Regions from separate parts of the Sus scrofa genome. Here region 1 is linked to region 2. The links are chromatin contacts, called in public Hi-C maps. All regions are on one chromosome and are shown on one strand. Each heading gives the region's core, a stretch centred on a gene start, on an enhancer-like site or on the middle of the called end of the contact. The rest is flanking DNA. Distances are from core to core; before and after follow the strand shown.

What was found. Hi-C and Micro-C count contacts between places; a contact is called where the count stands out from the background.
Region 1: a contact with region 2 is called in a Hi-C map of skeletal muscle, with 1.6 times the contacts expected there. The contact joins the promoter of RNF219 here to the promoter of POU4F1 in region 2. A contact is called at or near these places in 4 of 47 Hi-C or Micro-C datasets (embryonic fibroblasts, epiblast stem cells, fibroblasts and 1 more).

What each region holds. Positions count from the first base shown.
Region 1 is chr11:50,783,583-50,788,834 of Sscrofa11.1, reverse strand. RNF219 (RING finger protein 219) reads left to right here and starts at 2,011. Exons shown (of 6, transcript XM_003131038.5): 1 at 2,011-2,165. The coding sequence starts at 2,094.
Region 2 is chr11:50,728,858-50,734,280 of Sscrofa11.1, reverse strand. POU4F1 (POU domain, class 4, transcription factor 1) reads left to right here and starts at 1,655. Exons shown (of 2, transcript XM_021065767.1): 1 at 1,655-2,063; 2 at 2,711-4,535. The coding sequence starts at 1,941. The coding sequence ends at 3,853.

The DNA.
Region 1 (5,252 bases), core at 762-3,261, 54 kb before region 2:
TTCTGCTGAACCACAATGGGAACTCCTACGATTTGTTAAATATATTTTTGTGACTGAGTATTAACATCAAGCATTAGGATAATTAACAAGAAATGAACTTCCCCTAGTAGCTTTGGAAAAATCTTTTTAAAAAAATGTTGGAGTTTCCTGGTGGCTCAGTGGGTTAAGGACCTTGCATTGTCACTGCTATGGCTAGGGTTTGATCCCTGGCCCCAGGAACTTCTGCATGCTGTGGCTGTGGCCAAAATAAATAAATAAATAAATAAAATAAAAACTAAAAAATTGTATTTAATATGTCTTCCAACTGCACTGTTTCCAGGGATCAGTGTGAAGGGAACATGCTTGATCCTATAGCCCACTCGGAGGGTGGGAATGACAGGTCCTAAAATTCTACCTTAGGTTTAAGCAAGGTGAGAATAGGGAAGAACACAGTAAGGTGGGGAAATGGCAAATCTTGAATGACAGCGGGTAATGACATGGAGCTTTCCCATTCTGAAGCCTGAGATCTACAACCAGGAATGTGAACTACGCATTAGCAATAGCAAAACATGTGAAGCCTAGACCCCATTTAAAATGACTCCCAACAGCCAGGAAATAGCCAAACCAGATGACTTTGAGGCCAGGCTTTCTGAAAAGTGTCCATTAAACAGACAATCAATAAGACTGTTTTGCCCAGATCTCCAATTCCAAGCACGTGATGGTCTCCGATTCCTAGGAAATTAAGTTAGGGAGCTGTTTGGAAGAATTCTCACTGTCACCTGTGAGCTGATTTTGACCTGCAGCTGGGCTACTTCAAGTGAATTACTAGCTGCTCCAATCTCATTATTGTCTGTTCCCTTTGTAACTGTGATAGTAAACATACACTGACCTCATTCAATACACACACACTCTTTATCAAAAGTTAGGAAGCAGAGAGGTTAACAAATAATCTATAGCCAGTAGAGCTAGAAAGTTGTTCAGGCAGGGATTTCTACTCTCACAGCCCAGGTCCAGAACCACTTTCTTTTAACCACCAGACTGTTGCTTGCAATTCTACTGCCGCCCCCCACCCCCCTCCCTGCCTCACGATTAGTAAAAGCAGTTTCATTGGTTTTGTTTTTGAATCTCCCTATTCACAGATTGTATGTTTGCATAAACTGATCACAATGGCTCTTCCTCCCTTTAAAGTATAAAGTACAGTTAAATTCCAAATGTGATACTTAAGATTCACCTAGGAACTTTTAAGAGTTTTTCTTTTTCATTGGTAGGAAGTACTAACTTAAAACCTCACACATTCTTCTCCGGAGTTCAATAGCATAGTGGTACATTTCATATCCAACCTGGCGCATGAAACGAAGGCTTTAAACGCTTGAGCAAGCACTATTGGGAGAGTAAGGATGGCTCGCACTGTTTGCAGCTTTCTCACAAGTGGGTGTAAATCAGAGTCCACGCCCCCGGTCCTTAAGCCTCTTAGAAACCACAGAAGGAACCACAGTGAAAACGTGTCTTCAGGGAGAGCTGCGATTAAATGTAGCCGAAACATTAGTCTCTGCAACAACTTAAGAGGCAACCACTATTTCTTGTTTTTAAGTGACATCACATCACTTGAGAATGTGGAGAGTTGAGAGCGGCAGATATTTTGGAAAACATAAAATGCAGCGATAACGTCTTTCCTCTTCCCTTTTTGACTGCACCGCGTGCTTGCAAACTGTGTCGGGTTTAAACTTCAGGCGGAAAATTCTTCCCCGCCCCATCCTCCGAAAAAGATTCGGGAAATTTAAAATCCTCTTTCGCATCTTCCCCTCCTCTCTCCACTGTTATTTTTTCAGTTAAACTTTCAAGATCCTCGATGTCCCTAGTAAGCTACTTTCCCTCCCATTCGCAGGACTCCTGCAGTTCCAGAACCGGGAAAAGGTTTTCTTCAAATTGCAAAGGAAAGGAAAGAAGGGAGAAATAAGCCTCGGCGGCCGCGCATTGGCGAAGCGCGTTTTCGTTTTCTCCGCCGGCGCGCCGTGGCCCTGCTGGGCCGCCGTAGCCGGCCTCGCGCGGCCTCTGTCGCGGCGAGAAGCCGCGGTCGGCGGGACTTCCGTGTTGGCGGGATTCTGAACGCTGCCATGGCTCAGACCGTGCAGAACGTTACATTGTCGCTCACTCTGCCCATCACGTGCCACATTTGCTTGGGGAAGGTAATGGGTGATTTGGGACACGGCTACGAATCGGGGTCGGACGTGCAGCAGCCCGCCAGACCCAAGGGCCGTCTCCGTGTAGCGGGGACAGGGCGCGAGGCGCCTGGCTGGGTGAGGACGCCGAGCCGCGTTCTCCTCAGGCCGGGGAGGCCGCGTCCTGGGGGACGGAGGGAGCGCGCAGTGATTCGTGCGGTCGTCTGCGAGCCTTTCGGAGGAGGATGACAGCGGCCTGGGGTGTGGAGGGAGGGCGGCCTCACTCGGGCCATTCCGGCGTCGAAGGAGGCCTGGTCCGAAAGGAATCGGAACAGTTTACGCCCGTGTGCAGTCCCATCAGAAGCATGAAAGCACGTTTCCTGGGAGCCTCGCTAAGGTTCCTTCGTCCCCTGCACACACTAGAGTGTTTTGTTCTTGGGCCTCCAGTACTGGCTGGGGAGTCTTGCCCATTTCCGACATCATTTCCATGCCTTAACCCGGCCTTGAGGGTGGCCTTTGCTCTGGGTTCAAAATTTGAAAAGTATATAGAACGTGCCCGTGAATGACGTTTAGAATGAGAGGTGTCGTCTTTAATTCCGGCAACGGAATCACAACCTGGAATACCCTCTCTGTAATGCAAAAGGTGTCTAAGGTGTTTGTGAAATCAGGTGGAGAAAGTAGTTCCAAATTAGAAACGGAGTGCTGAAGGTTCTAATGCATTTGTCTCCTTTTTCATTTCCGTTTGTGACTCCCATTCGACTTTTAAAAGGAGCTTTTTATTTTTTATTTTTAGTACTTATTTATTTGACTGCGTAGGTCAAGAAGGGAGATGTTTTTTTTTCCTCCAGTTTTTCCCCCACTCTGAGTGGTCTTTATATTTGTGGTTGCATGTGTGTTTACCTCCCCCCCCCCCCCGAAACTACAGCTGCAGCTTAGAATTGAGAAATACAAACTTCATTGAGCAGACGTTTGCGTGTCAGCCAGTACGATTGTCTGCCTTAAGTCTGTGTGAATTTCGTGCAGTTCAAGAAGTCCTAGGAAGTCAGGCTTGGTAGAAACTGATAACTCTTGATGTCCATCAGAATGAAATGTCAAGGAAATAGCAAAGGTGCTGTGGGAAATATAGACGTGGCTTGATCAAGTCGGACTGGCAAGATCAGGGATGGCCTGTGGAGGGTGGTTTTGAGCCAGCGCTTGCTACCACTTCCTATATACATAGCTGGGAGGAGGAGATGTTTCTGTTTGCCAAGGTCTGCATTTGGCTCCTGACTTGAAGTTCCCACAAGTGTGCCTTAAATTCTGAGTCAGGGTGCTCCCAACAGTAGCCTGAAAGGCTGATAAAATATCCTTAGGAGATAATTTTCACTTGGTCTTAGTTGTACACATGATACCTAGTCTCCATAAGTTAATAGGCTGTCTCTCGCAATTGTGTTGAAATTGTGTTCTGCCTGCCTGATTTTCCCCACCTATTATGTTTAACAACAATGATAGCAAATAGAATATAATGATTTTCAAATTACAGAATACTTTTGTATGCATTTAATTATTTCATCTACTGATCTCACCAGTGCTGTGAGATATGTAGGGCTGGTTTCCCCACTTTTTAAATAAGAAAACAAAGGCTTAGCATCTCGAGCATTTGAACCGCTGCTGTTACCATTTGTGTCTTTAGTAGGTTATATTTCCTAAACTCACTTGAGCTCCTGCGTAACAGCACACACTTTTGGGGTGTGTGTGTGTGTGTCCCGCCATGGTTAGCTGTATTCTAGAATTAAATTTGATGATAAAAGACTAATGATTCGTAAATAGGCATTTTTTTCTGTCTACAATGGAGGCAGAAAGGCATGATGGTTGGGGGCCTGAGTACTGTGTTCAGACCACATGAGTTCTAATCCAGGTCTTCCAGATACTAGATGGATGACCTTACACAAGTTACCTAACCACCCTCAGAGTAGGTTCCTTATCTGTGCAATGGGAATGGTAACAGTATTAATGTTCATCCTTGTGCTTGGGCGGGTTGGGTGAAGTAATGCATATGCAGTGCTTACCGTGAAGTTTGGCGCTTCATGTTTGATAAGCATTAACCATTACCGTGGGCACTGAGGCTCAAAATGAGGAAACCAGCCTTTTCTAGTAACTGTTCTTCGCAGTTGCTTCGTGAGGCCAGTGAGCTAACTCCGTAAAGATTTACATTCCCAACAGAGTGGGACCTTTTTGTTCCGGAAATTGCCGCAGAGGTTTTAGCTGACTCCTCGTCACCGTTGCCTTTTGTATAGTTAAAGCCGATCTGATCTGCTTGTGCTACTCACACTCCCCCACATCGGTATTTGGCGGGTACTGGAGAGGGCATGGCCTGGAGTAGTGCCACATTCCCAGGGTCGCTTCCATCTCCCTGACATACAGTATCTCGGGCCACCTCTGTGATCTGCCTTTAGGTCCTACCTGGCTAGCCCTCTTCTAGAGAGTCATTCTTGTGCGGCCTTCACCATTTGTCCCATACAGATTAGCAAACTTCATTTTTTGATTTTTCAGCAGAATTAGAGGCCATTATCCCTGGAGAGTTACTGTGGAAAAAAAAATGGGGGGGGGTGCATGTTACTTAAAGAAGATAGGGGTAAGGGAGACCTTAAATCTGAAGAGATAAGATAGATGCTGATTGAAATAAGGTTGGGGAAGAGTGGAGGGGAAAGTATTAGTGGAGATAGCCTAAGTGCGTACATGGCCAATGCTTTGTCTTTTGAATACAAATATACTTAGAAAGGGAAAGTTCAGACATTTTGCATTTACTACCTCTGACTCTAGCTCAGTCTTAAAAGTGGATTCTCTCTGCCCAACAATGCTTAGCAACCTTGACAGTATCTTAAGTAAGAACTCTGTGTGGCCTGAAGTAGTTAGGTGCATCCTGTGAGATGATTTATATATAAAAATTTCCTGCCTAATTTTTAATTTTTTCTATGTCTTGGGCTAATAGGCCAGCAAGCAGAAATATAGAAATAATCTAGCCCAGGTTAGGTGACATTTTGGTTCTGCTAAGAATGCTGTAGAGGAGTTCCCGTCGTGGCGCAGTGGTTAATGAATCCGACTAGGAACCATGAGGTTGCGGGTTTGATCCCT
Region 2 (5,423 bases), core at 406-2,905:
GTAGAGAGAAAAGAAAAGAAAGAAGAAGCCTGGGTGACGCCTGGGGGCTGGTCTTGGATTTTGAGTAGTGTGTATGCTAAATAGGCACGCGTTTATCCAAATGTGTCTTACACGCGAAAGCAAATTTAGCTTTATAGAAAAGAGATCTAATCTTTGGTGGAAATACAGACCTCCTTGGTGTGGAAGAGCCCAGAAAGATTATTTATCTGATCTCCGCCTCCCATAAGCAGCCCCTTGCGGCTCTCCAGATCTCTCGCCGCAGATGTGATAACATCTGGGCTATTATTATCACCCCGGGCAAGCGCTGAGTCCCTGGGGACTCGAGCACGTTCCCTCGGGAGGCCCTTGATCTGCCTGCCACATAAAGGCCATATAGCAGGTTGGCTAATTGATTTATTCTTCTTAGGTTTTGATTTCACAATAATAAAAAATAAAGGCTGGACCAGAGCTTGGCCCCAGTTCTTTCAAAATGGTTTGAATTAATATTTTAATCACACTTTCCTATAAACCGGTTGATTCTGTCTCATCTATGTATGTATACACATCCACACAGAGAGAGAGACAGAGACAAAAAGTCAAAACGATAGAAGGGAAAGCAAAGTTCTCTTCAACATCTTATTCCCTTTTCTCTGAAGCTATTTCCTTTTCCTGGGGTTTCCAGCATAGTGTGTGTGTGTGTGTGTGTGTGTGTGTGTGTGTGTGTGTGTGTGTGTGTGTGTGTATACGCTGAAGAGAGATAAGGATCCCAACTACACCCTGTTAACTATTTTTCCTTTTGATTACAAGAAGCCTCAGATCACCCGGAGCGCGTTTGAAATGTGGGTTTGTACACGGTTAAAGGAGACAAACAATAAGAGAAATGCACAATTTCATTTCAACAGCCATTCCTTGGTAGAAAGCACTCGCTCCGTGTGGCTCCTAAGTGGCTGTCACTGTCGTCCCTGACACAGTTATATTCACAACAACAACAACAAAGTATGCGGAGGAAATTAAATTATATGGAAATCAATAGCATCTGACTGCTTCAAACAAATGTCTGTCACCGCGATTATTCTCCAGGAACCTATTTATAAACCATGAAAGAAAAAGGTTCTTGCAGCAAAAGACAGCATCTTCTGCATTCTGTGTTATTTATACCGTATACAGAGGAATGCACGGGCATAATTTAACATACAAATGCCCAGCTGTATACATTATATAACAGCTTGTTAGACGTCCCGGAGAGGAGGTGTGCCTAAGTAATGCGCATATATTCAGGGCTTGCAATTCGAGTTGCGGCGCGGGGTGGGGGGCGGCGTAGGAGGGAGGGAAACCGCCCAGAGGCTAGCAAGCTTCTATCTTGTCTTTCTCCCCCCCAAAAAGGTGCCTACCCTCAGACAATAGCTGGCCCTTTTGATCTTCCAGACCCGAGGTGGGAAAGGTGAGGCGTGCAGTGCGCATGTCCGGGTAGCTACAGGTGCATCACCTGCGCTGTCCTTGCTGGTGGTCACTATAAGAGCGGCTCCCACGCGCCGGTCGCGGCCGGCGAGCGCGCGCGCGCGCAGACGCACGGCGCCGCGGAAAGGGAGAGCGCGCGTCAGACAGACGGAGACAGCTGATGCCTGTCAGCGCGGCGGGCCCGCGAGCTCTCGCGAGAGCTCCCCGGACCGGCCGCGAGAAGTGGGGCTCAGGTGTAAGAGGAGTGCATCCCGTCGGCGCACGGGGCTAGAGCTCTCGGAGAAGTGGGATCGCGTGGCCGGTGAGCGGCGGTCTGCGCGGTCAGAGGGAGCGCCGGGCGGCAGCGGCGGCGGCAGAAGCAGCAGCGGCCCCCGGCGCGTCCACCGGCTCCGCGCCGCTAGCCGCTACGGCTGCAGCCTCCGAAGGGAGGCCGGGGGAGCCAGCGTGCGCACTTTCCCGCGGACTTTCGGAGTGTTTGTGGATTTACATGCCAAGCCATCAAGATGATGTCCATGAACAGCAAGCAGCCTCACTTTGCCATGCATCCTACCCTCCCTGAGCACAAGTACCCGTCGCTGCACTCCAGCTCCGAGGCCATCCGGCGGGCCTGCCTGCCCACGCCGCCGGTAAGCGCCCCACGCCCGCGGACCTGGCCCGCGCGCCCGGCCCCTCCCAGTCTCAGAGACGCTGCATGTCGGGTGCTGATGTGTGCCCAGGTCCCGGTGCGGGAAGGGATTTTTAGAAGAATCCCGCTGCGAAGCACGCTTTGTACAGTGGCGCTTAGTGTCCTGTTTCCGTCGCCTCTGCCTCGGTGTCTGGCGCCGGCGATCGGAGTGGGGAGCGCTGGGGCCATGACTCTCGACTTCCCTCCACTTTCTCTGATAATTTCATGCCTTGGAAAGGCGGTCTCTGTGCGTGTTCGGGTGCGTGACACGGGTCCCCAGCTGCGAGTTACATCTCCATTTCTTCTTCTTTCCCCCTCCTTTTTCGTCTCCCACGCCTGTCCCCCGAATGTGTTCCTGTGTGCCATTCTCCTCTGCATCTTCCCCTCTCCCCACACTCCCGTCCTTTCTCATCTGACCCCCCTGTCTCATCCCCAATGTGTCCCTATTCTGTCTTTCCCGGTCGCCACTATCCCCACCCCTGTTGTTATTTTGGTTGTTTTGTGTTTGCCTTTTGCCTGTTGTGCTCTCCCACTCGTGTGTGGTTTTGTTTTGTGTTTTTGCTTTTTTGGTTTTGTGGTTTTTTTTGGTTTGGTTTGTGTCGCCTGCAGCTGCAGAGCAACCTCTTCGCCAGCCTAGACGAAACGCTGCTGGCGCGGGCAGAGGCGCTAGCGGCCGTGGATATCGCCGTGTCCCAAGGCAAGAGCCACCCGTTCAAGCCGGACGCCACGTACCACACGATGAACAGCGTGCCATGCACGTCCACGTCCACCGTGCCGCTGGCGCACCACCACCACCACCACCATCACCACCAGGCGCTCGAGCCTGGTGACCTGCTGGACCACATCTCGTCGCCCTCGCTCGCGCTCATGGCCGGAGCGGGCGGCGCGGGCGCGGCGGGCGGCGGCGGCAGCGCCCACGACGGCCCGGGGGGCGGCGGCGGCCCGGGGGGCGGCGGCGGCCCAGGCGGCGGCGGCCCCGGGGGCGGTGGCGGCGGCGGCGGCCCTGGGGGAGGCGGTGGGGGTCCGGGCGGCGGGCTGCTGGGCGGCTCGGCGCATCCGCACCCGCACATGCACGGCCTGGGCCACCTGTCGCACCCGGCGGCGGCGGCCGCCATGAACATGCCGTCGGGGCTGCCGCACCCCGGGCTGGTGGCGGCGGCGGCGCACCACGGCGCGGCGGCGGCGGCGGCGGCAGCGGCGGCGGGGCAGGTGGCGGCGGCGTCGGCAGCGGCGGCCGTGGTGGGCGCGGCGGGCCTGGCGTCCATCTGCGACTCGGACACGGACCCGCGCGAGCTCGAGGCGTTCGCCGAGCGCTTCAAGCAGCGGCGCATCAAGCTGGGCGTGACGCAGGCCGACGTGGGCTCGGCGCTGGCCAACCTCAAGATCCCGGGCGTGGGCTCGCTCAGCCAGAGCACCATCTGCAGGTTCGAGTCGCTCACGCTCTCACACAACAACATGATCGCGCTCAAGCCCATCCTGCAGGCGTGGCTGGAGGAGGCCGAGGGCGCGCAGCGCGAGAAAATGAACAAGCCCGAGCTCTTCAACGGCGGCGAGAAGAAGCGCAAGCGGACTTCCATCGCCGCGCCGGAGAAGCGCTCCCTCGAGGCCTACTTCGCGGTACAGCCCCGGCCCTCGTCCGAGAAGATCGCCGCCATCGCCGAGAAACTGGACCTCAAAAAGAACGTGGTGCGGGTGTGGTTTTGCAACCAGAGACAGAAGCAGAAGCGGATGAAATTCTCCGCCACTTACTGAGGGGGATGGGAGGTACCGGGCGGGGCGGAACGGGGAGGTGGAGGGGCATTTCGGGGAGCTTTCCTCGGGCCTGCTTCTCCTCCTCGAATTCAGAGTGTCCGTTGTTATCCTGCTTGCATTTGGGGAGTCCCTTCTTGAGTGTTCTCCACCTCCTCTCTGCTCACCCTGCCCTTATCCTCCCCCAGCCTGGAGGACTGGGGTGCATGGTGTGGACACAGGAGAGAAGGGTGGGGGGAGAAGAGGAGCATTTGGGAGAGCGGGGAGTGAAGGGAAGGAAAGCGGAGACAGGAGGAGGGGTTTTGAGGAGCAGGATGGTTCTGGGGGAGAGGGTGGGGGGGTACACGCGGGAAGGTTAGGGAAATGGACTGTTTTTGACCAGAGACACTTATCAAAATCTCCTGGGGACCAAGGAACTATGTACAAAAAGCAAAAACAAAAAACCTACCAACCACCAAAAACTAGACAAATAAAGACAAACTAAAACAAAACAGAAAAGCCAAGGGGGAAAAAATGCTTTAGAAATTTAACTTCGGAGAGCCGTATTCTGCAGCTTCATCCCTCCCCCCCCCAGAGGAAAAAAAAGACCACCACCACTCTTATCACCGCCCCAGCCCTACACACATGAACTGAGTCAAAAATCGAAAACCAGACCAACCAAAAGGTGAAATTCTCGGGTAGCGAAGCTAATTGTTCTGTGTGTTTAATTCCGTTTTCCTTCTAAGTCTCGCCCATACCCCATCCAAGTCCTCTTTGATTTATTTTCCCTTTTCCAATGAGACTCCGATGGCTGCTCTCCTTAGCCAAAAAGTGGGTGGGAACACAGCTGAAGGGCTTGGTGGGTGGGTGCTTGTTTAGGTGAAGTCCAGGTTTTCCAGGGATCAGGCCTGAAGGGTTGGGTGGGGGTCTTGAGGGAGAGAGAGCCGCAGTCTTTGAGCCGACTAAAAGGCAGAAATTACGGGCTCCGAAATAAATATTTTATTCTAAGAAAACAAAACCGTTTTAAACAGGTTTTTCTCTTTCCATTTTTGCTCTTACATCTAAGATCTTGAGAACAGACTATTTCAAAATAAGCTTTTCCCCTCACTCATAAAACTTGCCCTTTTATTTATTTTTTGAGCGTTTTATTTTTAACTATCTACTGATTTTTTTTCCCCTATTGATTCAAATGGACTGATGGGGTGGCAGATAGTAGGAAAGATGCTCTGTCCCATTTTCTCCACAGAACTGGACCCATCTTGCTCTTCTAGGTCCCCTTTCCTTCTCTCTTGGAGAACATGAAATCATTGAAATATTGAGAAGTTTCTGCTTTCACTTGGAGCAGGACTTGGCTGTGAGAAAATCAACTAAATCCCAGATGAGAGGAAGACAGGTTTAAAGCCCTCTGTTTGTTTCAAAAGGGTCTGCATGTTGGGGTGGGGGGGGAAGCAGAACAACTGTTTCATTATTATTATTATTATTATTACTATTATTATTATTCAGAAGTAATTTATTGCTGGGGAAAATGTTGGGTAGCAAGAATTTTAATTTGCACTATCAGTCTCCCAAATAGAAAATCATGTATAGTACTTCA